Linked DNA regions of Mus musculus: region 1 is linked to region 2. Evidence: chromatin contacts called from public targeted proximity ligation data. All regions are on one chromosome and are shown on one strand. The core of a region is the stretch at or near the end of the contact, and the rest is flanking DNA. Distances in the headings are between cores, read along the strand shown. Region 1 has its middle 17 kb from the start of Gm41329. Region 2 has its middle 53 kb from the start of Gm41329.

Region 1 (6,390 bases), core at 2,671-5,170, 71 kb after region 2:
GCAAGGGTCACAAGCCAGCTGTGCAAGGGTCACAAGTCAGCTGTGCAAGGGTCACAAGTGCAGCTGTGCAAGGGTCACAAGTGCAGCTGTGCAAGGGTCACAAGTGTAGCTGTGCAAGGGACACAAGTGCAGCTGTGCAAGGGACACAAGTGCAGCTGTGTGCAAGGGTCACAAGTGCAGCTGTGTGCAAGGGTCACAAGTGCAGCTGTGTGCAAGGGTCACAATGACACCAATAACTTTAAAAGTGTGTTTGATCTGGCTCCTTTGGATGACACTTGACTTTCAGCAAAGATTTCACCAAATCTCAGTTGGATGGACTGAGATTTCAGTACAATGGAATCATACGACAAGTCCCTAAAGAGGTAGGACATGGAATGGTTTTACTCCTTGTTCTTCTCCTTAAAACTATCAGCCATATTTTTTTCCAAACATTTACTATCAAATTGAAAGGAAAAGAAGGTGTCTAAGAGTTACTACTCCCATGGACCAGGTACCTAGTGCCTGTTCTATACCATATACCAAATGTGGCCACTCTCCATGGGCCACACACTTAACCAGGCTCACAGCCCTGTGAGAGGTATGCAGTTTTACAAGAGAGGCTTCCCTAGAACTTGGAAAGCTTGGTCTCGCATACAAGTTTTACACCTACAGACCAGCCTAGAACCATATGACAAAAGACAAGTACTATTAGCATGTTTTCAGAAAGCCTCCTATGGAACAGAATGGTGCCAGGTCTCCTAGCAACAATGACTCCCATCCTAGACTGAGAGGAAGACTCTGAAGACCACTGAAGACTGATCAATGGTATACAATCTGACTATGACTAATGGGTCTGTAATTCTCTATAGACAGGTGTGGTGGTTTGAATGAGAACAGCTCGCACAGGCTCACACAGTGCATGCTTTTCCCCCAGTTGAAGACCTGGTTAGGAAATCTGGGAGTCACAGCCTTGTTAGGGGAGGTGTGTTGCTGGGAGTGGGTTCTCAGGTTTCAACTCCTCCTCTTTCTCTTTCTGCCTGCTACCCTCAGATCAAGATCTAAAGCTCTAAGCTACTGCCCCAGTGCCATGCCAGACTGCCTGCCTGTCACCATGTTCCTTGTCGTACTATCCATAGTCTAACTCTCTGAAACTGTAAGCAAGCCCCTAGTTAAATGTCCTCCTTGAAAATGTGCCTTCAACGTAGTATTTCTTCACCACAATAGAACAGTAATTAAGATATCAAGCCTTCAAAACTTTGAGTTTTGTGCTGACACTAACTTTTTAAATGTCTTCCTTTGCAGAGGCAAATGTCTTCTATGGAAATTATGAAATAACCCATTTCTCTGTGGATGGACAGATTTCAGGGAGCTCACAGCAGGGGCCCAGCTCCTTCTCAGAGAGAGAGGGATGAGCTATCTATCATGTGGCATCACCATAGTTACCAAGGACAGAAGAAATGGAGTAACTAAGAAGACCTTCTCACATTCAGGAGCACAGGGCATAGCATGAACTACATAGAAGCCATGGAGACTTAACACTCGTTAAAACTGATGTCTTGACCTGGCAGTGGTGGTGCAAGTCTGTAATCTCAGCACTCGGGAGGCAGAGGCAGACGGATCTCTGAGTCCGAGGCCAGCCTGGTCTACGGAGTAAGAGTTCCAGGACAGCCAGGGATACACAGAGACTGTCACAAAAAGTCAAAACCAAAACCAACCAACCAAACAACAACGAAAACCCACCAATCTGACATCTTGTCCTTGGAAATTGGCCTTTATATATAATTTCCTAAATTGGAATAATTCAAGAAGTATACTTATTTTTTCAAAATCCAAAGCTTTTTTTTGTTTGGTTTTTTTTTTTTTTTCCGAGACAGGGTTTCTCTTTATAGCCTTGGCTGTCCTGGAACTCACTTTGTAGACCAGGCTGGCCTTGAACTCAGAAATCCACCTGCCTCTGCCTCCCGAGTGCTGGGATTAAAGGCATGCACCACCACGCCCGGCTAAATCCAAAGCTTTTTATTAACAGTAAGATCCAGGGTTAGTTTTTTTGTAGCCTTGGCTGGCCCTTTGGCCTCTGGCACACTCAAACTTCCAGTCCTTGTCACACTAGATGATATAACACATGACTTCTGAGGTTATACAGTTCCCGAGATGCAAATTACAACATTATTCAAATATGAAACCAACTTTAGAATCAAGTAACCTCTCTGAGCTGGTTGGTTAATTTCTCTAAAGAACCTCATTTTCTAACCTGAATCCTCAAGGCTTTTATGAATTGTAATCTCTTTAGATTTAAGGAGAGAGACAGGAGGGCTAATGCAGTTAAACTTGAGGGCACAAATGCCTTGGCTCTCAGAAAGGAATGTCCCTGTGGAGACGCTCTTAGAGCAGCCTGGGCTGGAGCCGTTCTCTTGAAGTTTCTAGACTTCAGTAACCAGGAAAGCCAAGCAGTTGCCAGGTTAAGGAATTTCATTTCTCCTGCACCCTTAACTTTGCTTGTCTTTGGGACCTGCGAAACTGAAGAGTAGACCCGACAGGGGTAAAGGGAACGAGCGATTACAGGTGCTGAAGCGCTTTCTAGGCCAGGTGTGGTAGGGACGCGTGCCTATAATCATCACATTTACAAGGTGGAGCCTGGAGGGTCAGGAATTCGAGGCTGGCCTCAGTCACAAAGGGAGTTCACTCCAGGTCACCCTGGGAGGCATGAAACAAAGTCTTAGAAGAGAAAAGGAAGCTATCTTGGCCCCAGCATGGTGGTACACGGCTATAATTCCAGCATCAGGCAGGAGGAAGCAGGGACAGAAGCAAGTTCAAGGACAGAGTAGGCAAACCCTGTCTCAAAAATGAAATGAAGTTTAAAAAAAAAAAACAAAACAGTCAGTTGATTGCTTCGGTGAAGAAAAAGCAGTTTGTAAAATCCAGTACACATTTATGATTAAAAAACAGACATCCTACCAGATAGGACAGAAATTGTTACTCCGGTAAGAAACATCTATTAAAAAAAAAAAAGGCAATTTTTTTTTTTTAAGAAACTATGAAAATTTCCACTCTTGACGCTCCTGCTCAAAAGCTGAAGGAAGAGGCACTGCCCACGCTGTGTTGATGATCTCCAGCAAAATCCTAAGCCAAGCACAGCATCTCAGCATAGGAGAATCAACCTCTCACAACCAGGCGGACAGGTGACTACCCAAGTCAGAAACAGAAAAGACCACACAGGCAAATGACTACATAAATAAGCAGCTTGAGCAAACAAAACCTATACAGAAGCTGTACATAGAAAACAATTAAATGCTATTTATACGTGACAAGGACAGTAAATATCCAGAAAGAAAAGACCTAGAAGAAACAATGAGCCAGAAGAAACTAGAGAGCTGGTTTTACACACACACAAAAATCTATGAACTGCTGTTGGATTCAAGATGGAGGATGAATTACACACACAGAGAAGAGTTGTTGAAAATGCATCTTCCCAAACTGAGTTGGGAAACAGTGCAATTGAGATGTGCCAGTATGATCTTGTTGGTTTGCTGGGTTTTATGCTGCAACAGGCTGGCTGGTATCTGCAAGTTGGCCTTAAACTGTATACAGAACACAAGGGACCAATTGGGGCACAAGCAGTGTCAAAGAATTATTTGGCAGAATATAACTAGCTAGGGGGAAGAACAGAAAATGAAGGAGTTCAAGTATGTGCTCTATCAGTACTACTTCTTCCATAATGAAGTATCACAGATCACAAATGCATTAACTCATGGCTTGTAGGTCAGAAGTCTTGTGGGCCTGGCTAATCTCTCAGCACTGGGTCTCACAAAGACAAAATCAAAGTGCCAGGGGCTTTGTCACTTTCTGGAGTTTCTAGAGGGGAGCCCATTTCCCTGCTCGTGCAGGAAGCTGGGGATATAAATTCTCTGTTTTCTTACTGACTCAGCCTCTGGAGGTGGTCCAAATTCCTTGGATCATGGCCTCTTTCCTCCATCCTCAAAGATATTAACAGAGCTGGGAGTCACTCCCTTTTTCCTATACTGGGTACTGAATTATCCACATCCTTAATGCCGCATGCAAACCCGTTATACAGCAGCCTCTCAAGTTCCAGGGATTCGGACCCAGCATCTTCAGTGTGTATGCGGAAACATTTGGGGGCATACACCTCGGTGCACCTTTGGTTTTTCTCTTTATCCTATTTTCTGATGATCACCTTCAGACCCCTCCTTCTGTTGGCTCCTCAGTTCTAATCTTTTCTGTGAAGCCTTCTGCTTTTTCCTTTCCATCCTAAACAGGGCCCATTTCCCAGAGTTTCCAAGGGAAAGCCACAGTTTGAGAACCCAAAGCTCTCTTGGGTTCTGTACTCTTGTAGAGAGCTTTTAAAACTACAGAGGCCAAATCGCCCACCAAGTAGAATGTCAGCCTCTAGGCTGAAGGCAGCTACAGAAGCTAGCTAGCTCAGCTCACGGATGCCCACTCATCTTAGGCTTCCCTTTGTCAAATTCTTCAAATAGGTGAGCCCTAGTCTTCAGCCACATTTTCCGCTGGATGGCCAGGATGGATTTTTGCTGGGTAATGATCATTGCAAGAACTACTGACCACTGTATCCCAACTCTTTCTCTGCCTGAATGGAAATGGTTGGCACATGCTACGTGTGTTGGATCAGGTGTTTTCCATGTATAGGTTATCTGATACCAAAGTGTCACTTAAAGACAGGACAGGATGCTGCTGTTCTTGATCAACAGTCACTGCTCAGGAACTTGAGCCTTCTCCCAGATGGGTATCTTCACACTGAGGGGACAGGTGAGGTATGAATATGTGGTAGCCAAAGTGACAGATTGTGAGAGACAGCTGCCTCCTCAGACATCCTTCTCATTTCTTGCTACAGACTTGGTCACTCAGAATGGAGACAACTGTAAGCTTCTAGGTAGAAATTTGAGAGACGTGTCACATAGTGATTTAAGTCACTTTGAGCCATTTACCTTTTTTTAATTCCTTCTTCCTGTGCAGGATGTGGATATAACTGATGGGACTCAACCAACCATTTTAGACCATGCATTGACTTTTAAGTATAAAATTTATACTTGAAACAACAGGACTCTAGGTCTCTAACCATTTTCTGAAGTGTAACCCCTTTACCAGGTCTGAACAACATGCTGTGATAATGTTATTATACAGGACACAAGTTTCTGCCTCGTTTCTGGTATTGTTATCCTGGGATTTCAATATCTGTACCTGGAGCTAATGTAATCAGGATGGTTCAAACCACAGTTCTCAAATTGGAGGTGTGATCTGCAGAGTTTCAGTGTTTGTATTAAAGTAGTTTGTGTGTTCAAAACATTTTTCCTAATACATTAAGGCATTATTCCTTTTTCCACTATGGTATGGTCACTGACAGAGCAAAAGGAATGATGTGCCTGTAGCTGCAGAGGGTGAGCAGGGTGCCTGGAGCCTAGGAATTTGAGATCAACCTGGGAAACACAACTAGATAGGAGTGGAAAATAGGAGAAGGGGAAAGGGAGAGGAAAGAGGGAAGGAGAGAGGGTGAAGTGGAAGTTGGGGGAAAGAAGGGAGAGAGGGAGTGAAGGAGCCAGTGGGCAGAGTATAGTGTGGAACAAACCTAGTTCCAAGCAGGGCTTAAGCCGACACTGTGTTCCTCACTGCCATGAGCTTATAGCTTGAACTCAAAGATACTGTCAAACAAAAGGCCACTAATATATATTCCCTCCCTTTGCAACCAGGGATCTGTGTGAGGTTTTATTTTCTCCAAGCAGAACAATAGCAAACAGATCAAAACGGGTGAGAATCCAGCTGCTTCTAGTAACCTAGACATTAAAGACATTTGGAAAAACTGTAAAACTCTTTTCTCCTCACTAGCTTCTGAAAAATAATTTCCATAAAGTATGTATCACGTATGTAAACACTTAGTTGGTTTGTAGTTATACTAAATGAACAAATTAATTTTATAATATGTTAGTTGCATCTCTAACACAGTATTACATAAAAGCCATTTGGCGAACGTCAAATGTTTGTAGAATAAAGGCATCTTGAAAACAAGACACTTAAAATCTTTGGTTTGTGATACTGAATTTAAGACATAACCACAAAGCTGTTCTCTTATGAAAACACACGTGCCGTTAAGCCCCAAAGTGGAGAAATAGCACAATACTAAGGAAATGGGGGAAGGGGAGGGGAACGGGCAGAGAGTTTCAAAACTGTAAATAAACAGCATTGGAGTGAAGCATCAGGGGAAAATGAGATTACTGTAGTCATTAGTTCTAACACACATGCACAGAGAATAAGCCAAGAGAATTTATTTTCTTAAAAAGAGGGTCTCACTGTGTATCCCTGGCTGGCTTGAAACTAGATGCGCATGCTGGCCTTGAACTCTGGAGCCTCCCAAGTGCTATGATTAAAAGCATGCGCCACCAC
Region 2 (6,161 bases), core at 1,218-3,717:
CCCTTTCATTGAGAACCGCCCTGGGGGAGCATAGAGAAGGCCTTCACCTACAGAGCCACAGCCTGAGTCTCCCATAGAAGGCCTCTCTGCACTTCCAGACAACAGCCACCAAGGTAAGGACAGTCGCCACTGGAAAAACCGCACAGGGAAGTAAGAAACAAAGTGTAGGAGGTCCACAGGTCCTCGACGAGGCCAGGAGTTGGTGCTCCCAAACTCCTGGACATCCAGGCACTGCTGGGTCAAGAAGAGTTGGGAACAGAATCAGGGCCTGTGGGCAGAGAGAGCAGACAAGCCTGTGGCCAGGGAAATGGGAGCCCCAGCTCAGCTCACTGGCTTCTCCACTTGTCACTCCTATCTGCCCTCCTTTCTTATCCACCAGCTTTTAGCTCAGGTCATACTCCTCCTCTCCCTCCTTCCTTATGGCTGTTGCCCTACATGAAAATATTTCTTTGTGTTAAACCCTTGATCTACAGTCTGTCCTGCCTGCAAAGTATGCTCAGGCAACGTCAGCACAAACCTGCGGGATTAACAAACTGATGTCTAATTTGACTTAAGGCTCACTCCATGAGATGGAGCCTAAATTTGATACTGCTTGGGTGACCATGAACCAGAGACTAGAAAAGCCAGAGACCTAGGGTAAAACCAAATACTACTGTCTTCAAAACAAAACACAGCAAACAAAACACGACACAAGAAACAATGACTCATAATAATATTCCGCTATATTCATAACTCAGTCATCACCAGAGAAGATTCCTCCTACAGCAGATGGAGACACATAGAGAAACCCACAGCCAAGCATTAAACAGAGAAAGACCTTAGGACGCATGGCTCTAAACAAGATGTCTCCATCAAATCCCTCCCCTCAGAGTTCAGGGAATCCCTTGGAAAAGCAGGCAGAAGGGATGGAGTAGACAGAGCAGGTGAAGGACACCAGGAGACAGGTCCTCTAAAACAGCTGAGCGAAGTTCACATGAACTCACAGAGCCTGACGCAGCAGGCCATGGGTCTGCACCAGGTCCCCTGCATAGATGCTATAGCTATCACTTTGGTACTTTTATGAGACTCCTGGGGATGTAAACGAGTGGGTCTCTGATTCTTGTGTCTTCTCTTGAGACTCTTTTATTTTTCTGTTGGCTTGCCTTGGCTAACTTCAATAGAGTGGTTTTTGTTTTATCTTACCATATTTTATTTTGTCTAGAAAATAAATATGTTTAAGCTATGTTTAGAATTCAGAAAAAGCAATCTCACAGCTTACTTTCATTTATTGATTCAACTAAGCTTTTAAGCTAAATAAATTAGAGTTTCTAAGAAAAAAATTTTCCTTGTGTTTACCCAAGGCCCAACTTGAAGCCTGGGATGGCCTCTGTCTTGATTCATGTCACTTATTAGCTCGGCAACTTTAAGCAACTTATCTAACATCACTCACTTTCTATGTAGAAATGATGCCTCCTGTCCCTGACTTACAGGCCGTTTTGAGAATTGTCTAGCTATGCACAAGGTGCCTAGAACACTGTTTGGCCCATACCCATAGGAGGAACTCAATGCAGGTTTCGTTTCCTTCATACTCTGGGAAAGGAAAGCACAGGCGTCCAGACACCAAGTGCAAGCACCAGAAAAGAAGCACAGGGGGAGACAATGGGGACTCGGCTCTCAATGGTGTGTGTGCGGTTGTGTGCATATACGTATGCATGTGCGTGTGCACATGTGTGTATGTGCATGTGTGTGTGTGTGTGTGTGTGTGTGTGTGTGTGTGTATACATGTGTGTGTACAGGTGTGTGTATATGTGTGGGCAAGGCTTGACCTCACTCTAGCAGAGCTTCACTTTTGGGGAAAACGGCTTTTCTTTCAAGAGCTCCTGTGAGGAACACCAGATGTGTACTCTGTTGGCTATGACTTTGCAGATGGCGCATCACTGTCACTGGACTCAGGGTAGAGGACATGGAGACAGACTTCTCACATCCAGAGTGGGATTGGGATGGACGAGAATAATACACCTGAAAAAAAGGATATGTTCTCAAGGAGGAATGGAAGGGGTCAGGGTGAGGAAATGGTGTCCATTCGTGGAAAAAAGCATGGGACAATACAGAAGAGCTTGTGATGAGGCTCATAATACTGTGAGCCATGTGTGTCCCTTCCTGGTTGTAGAGATGGAGCCTTAATTACAGTTGTGTCCCCTACACCTGTCCAGAGTCAGGTGGCCATGAAATATGGAGTTAGCATGCTGGCTGGCTGGAGAACGAACAAGGTAAGCCTGTTGTCCCTCCTGTTGATGCTTCTCTGCACAGGTTCCATTTGGTTCTTCCAGCCTAATCAGGGGAATGGCTACCAAGTGGCCCACCAAGAAATCTGGCTTCTGTTTGCTTAGCTATTTGCATCTTAGAATGGTCTCTCTGAGACTTGCCCATTCTCCTTTGCCTCACTTGGCTTCTTCTCTTCCAAGTTTCTGTGCTGCTATTTATAAACCTCACTTGTGTCAAGCTCCTGGGTCCTGCCTACCGCTCTCCTCCCTCCCTCCTAGGGGCAGAATGTTCTAGTTAACCTGTGCTTCTTTGGCTTTCAGAGGAGACACAGGTACTCATGCCAATGCTTTACAGCTCGGCCCAGCCCCACCAGATAGATGGCAGCTTTTCCTGCTGGTCCATTCCGTTACTGCCTCAAAGATAAAGGTCATTTCACTGATTTATTCATTGAATGCCTGGAAGGCAAGTGGCCACTAGAAAAACTGATAGACTTGGCCAGAGTCTCAGACTCACAAGCCAACCATGCAAAATTCAACTCTTTGAGCTGTGGATAAACTCTGGGTGTCTTCTCTCAACCAGATAAAAACTACCACCTTCATGTGCTAGGCCCTGTACAGGGTGCTGGGACACTGTGGTGACAAAGGTCAGTCTCTGTCCTTGCAAGGTTAAAGGAATCCATCCCAGCACACACCAGCAGCACAGAGTTACCACCTGGAGATCAGAATGTATTATACCTGGCATGACCTTGGTCAGGCTCCAAACGTCCTAGGGCTAATTTCCAGAGTACTAGCTCAGGGGAGCAACTAAATAAAGGTTCTGGAAGTCATTTGCATTCACAGAAGCTTTTGAGCTCTGGTCTGGGAATGTAGCTTAGTGACTGGGCATTTTTATAGCATCCAAAGGACGTGGGCTTTATTCCTAGCTGTGCAAACAAACACAGTTTTAGAGCTGGAGAAACCTTGACATTCATCTTAGCTCCCAGAGAAAGAAAATAGATCTGTGTAGCCAAATCATCACTGTGATGTTCAAAAGGCTTCCAAAAATGGCCATTTAAATAATCCATAGCATTTACTATGGAAAAAGGAAAGACCTTGAACAGGTGCATGTGAGGCCCTGAGCCTTGTACTATGACCACATGCAACTTCCCAACAACATTGTGAATGTTTCCACTCCATTTTGCATCTAAGGAAACTGAATCGCAGACATTCTAAGTGGTGCTTAAGGCCTCAGAACAGTCGGATAATGGATTGAAGAGTTAAACTCACCTAGTTTCCGCAGCTTCTCTTCCTAAGAAAATGTAAATGTATTGAAGTCATAATATTGACTGGGTCAATGATCTGAGTTTTGTTCTTACATTTACTACCGACAGGTTATTTGACCTTGTGAAAGCCTTTTCATTTTACCAGGACTTAATTTCTCAGATTGTAAATGGCCTCCAAAGGCCACTCTGCCAGCATATGCCCAACACAGACACCATTACAAGAGCAGGCCAGTTCTAGTTTCTCTGACTTCAGGCCATGCTGAACTCAGAACTTCATGCAGCTGCCCCCAACTGATTACAACTGACACGAACTCAAACTTGTTTGTGCTGTGTGCTCCTTAGCCCTTGCAGACTCTGGCCCTGGTATTTTTGGCCTTAGTCTGCAGCTTATCTGTGATTGTACAGAGCAGAATGCTGCCAGATGTAGAGCCCTATGTCCTGACTGATCATAGGCTATGTCCAGAACCCCAGGGGACGGGCCTCAAGGTAGAGGGTAGTAACCTCCATTGCTCGCTTCATACTGATGGGCATCTTCCTCAGCCCTGACATGCCTGGCACCTCCCACAGCTCTCCTTCAGCTGTCTCTAAAGTGCATTAATATGGACAATGAGGCTCAGAAGAGGTTTATGGAAAAACACCACAGTCCTTGGAAGCTGATTAGTTCACAGGCCAAAAGAGTGGGTGCATGGGGGAGGGGTATGCAAGCAAGACAGTCAGTCTCTGCAGAAATGACAAGCGAGTCTGTGAGCAACCTGGGAGCAGAGGTTACAAGGGCATGGAAAAAAATCAGAACAAGGTTGAAATCTGATGCTGAGCTGACAAGCAGCTATCTGATGCTGTGCTGTTGAAGGGAGCCTGTCACCCAGAGGGAGCCAAGCAACTGCCAATGGCCAAGCTGCGGGTGGCCCAGACCTCAGCGGTGCCGGGAGCTTCACATAATAAGCAAAAGCCACTTTGTCCTGCCAGTAGCCAACATGGAAGACAGGACTATTTTTTAAGGTGTCTGAGACTAGTGTCAAGTTACCCCAGAATGTCAAGAGGCCACATAACTTACCAGATAGCTCAAACAACCAATTCATCTCATCACTTGGTGAATCTGGGGAGGGGTAGGGATATCGATACTACTTTACAGAAATAGCGGGCTGGTGAGATGGCTCAGCGGTTAAGAGCGCCGACTGCTCTTCTGAAGGTCCTGAGTTCAAATCCCAGCAACCACATTGGTGGCTCACAACCACCTGTAATGAGATCTGACACCCTCTTCTAGAGTGTCTGAAGACAGCTACAGTGTGCTTACATATAATAAATAAATAAATATTAAAAAAATAAGAAAAGAAAGGTAATCAGCTCTTCATATACATTAATCTCTCTCTCTCTCTCTCTCTCAGGACAAAACCGGCAAAAACACATAAAAGACGATCTACCTGTTCTTTCGTTACCCAAGGGCCATCAAACAAGTACCTTTAACTTTGCAAAGACTGGCGATCCAGTTAGAACAGTGTCCTTCAATGGACGCTATCAGCATTTTGGATGGGGCAGCTCTAGTGGCAATATCAGGATTACTGTCCCTATGCACAGAATGCCAGAGGGTCCCATAAGACACTGTAAGGCACCAAGATGCCCATATGACTTTGCAGTGCTTTCTCGGTGGGTGGAAAGACTCATCCTCAGTAGAAGGCTGTTGTCACAGATTCCCATCAACTTCTCTCTCCTGCTCTTTTCAACTCACTTCAGACCAACGACAAAGAGAAATCAGAATCCAAGGACAGACACAGAATAAAAACAAACACAGCGAAGGTCTAAGCACATGGGAGTGACAGGGAGCAAAGCCTAGGAGAAGGGGAGATCCTGCCTAAGAGTATGGCCAGGGACTGCTCTGTGGTGAGTCTGAACATAAGAGCAGAGAAGGAGGCCATCAAGAGGAGAAAGTGAAACCCCAAATGATCCATTTCCCTCCCATAGGGCCATTCTGCGAGCTGAGAAGCCCATGGAAAAAGGATGACTTAAAAATAAGAATCAGGGAACAGACATCAGGATATCAGACCGAGATGAGCTGTCTGCTCATGACACAGGGATTTACCCTCCATTTCTCGGTTGCCCCAGGAGACTGTGGGAGGCCTCCACTAGCTACTTCCTAAAGTCAGAAGCAGCAAGTGACTGCAAGAAGGGAGGGCACCTGGACCTCTGTACATCACTGTATGCTTGATTGTGCCTCCAGCCAGAGTTGGCCCTGACTGGTTTCTTTGAGGTGTCTGTCTGTGGCCATTCCTAGATGCAGGAACTGCTTGCCAGGCTCACAGCCACTGAGTCATTTGTCCTGATGACACCAAGTCCACTTCTTTCCCAGGATGATCACTGCCAAGCGCCCAGATCCTTGACGGTGGTGAGTGCGGCATCCATCTCAGGGAGGGCATGTGTCAGTCAGGCTCAAGGCAGGCGGGAGGTATGGGAACAGAGCCTTTGCTGCCTCTATTGCTAGCTGAGATGTCTGGAAGCATCATTGAAGGTCATCATGGTCTATGGTGCAGGTGTGGGAGTTCTGTGTCAGTACTTGCTTATTTACGAGTGAAGAGGGGCCACCACTCTTTAATGATTAATTAAAGATTAAATTAAATTAATTAATTTAAGGATGATTTAATATGTGTGAGGTCCTGGGCTA

What was found.
Region 1: a contact with region 2 is called in a targeted proximity ligation map of heart atrium, with 5 read pairs. A contact is called at or near these places in 2 of 484 Hi-C or Micro-C datasets (bone marrow-derived macrophages and nephron progenitors), 1 of 130 datasets of targeted methods (heart atrium) and 2 of 9 other capture datasets (adipose tissue and liver).

Annotation. Positions count from the first base shown.
Region 1 is chr15:58,773,636-58,780,025 of GRCm38.p6, forward strand. No RefSeq gene overlaps it. Among named protein-coding and RNA genes, the nearest start is that of Gm41329, 17 kb to the left of the region's middle.
Region 2 is chr15:58,703,939-58,710,099 of GRCm38.p6, forward strand. No RefSeq gene overlaps it. Among named protein-coding and RNA genes, the nearest start is that of Gm41329, 53 kb to the right of the region's middle.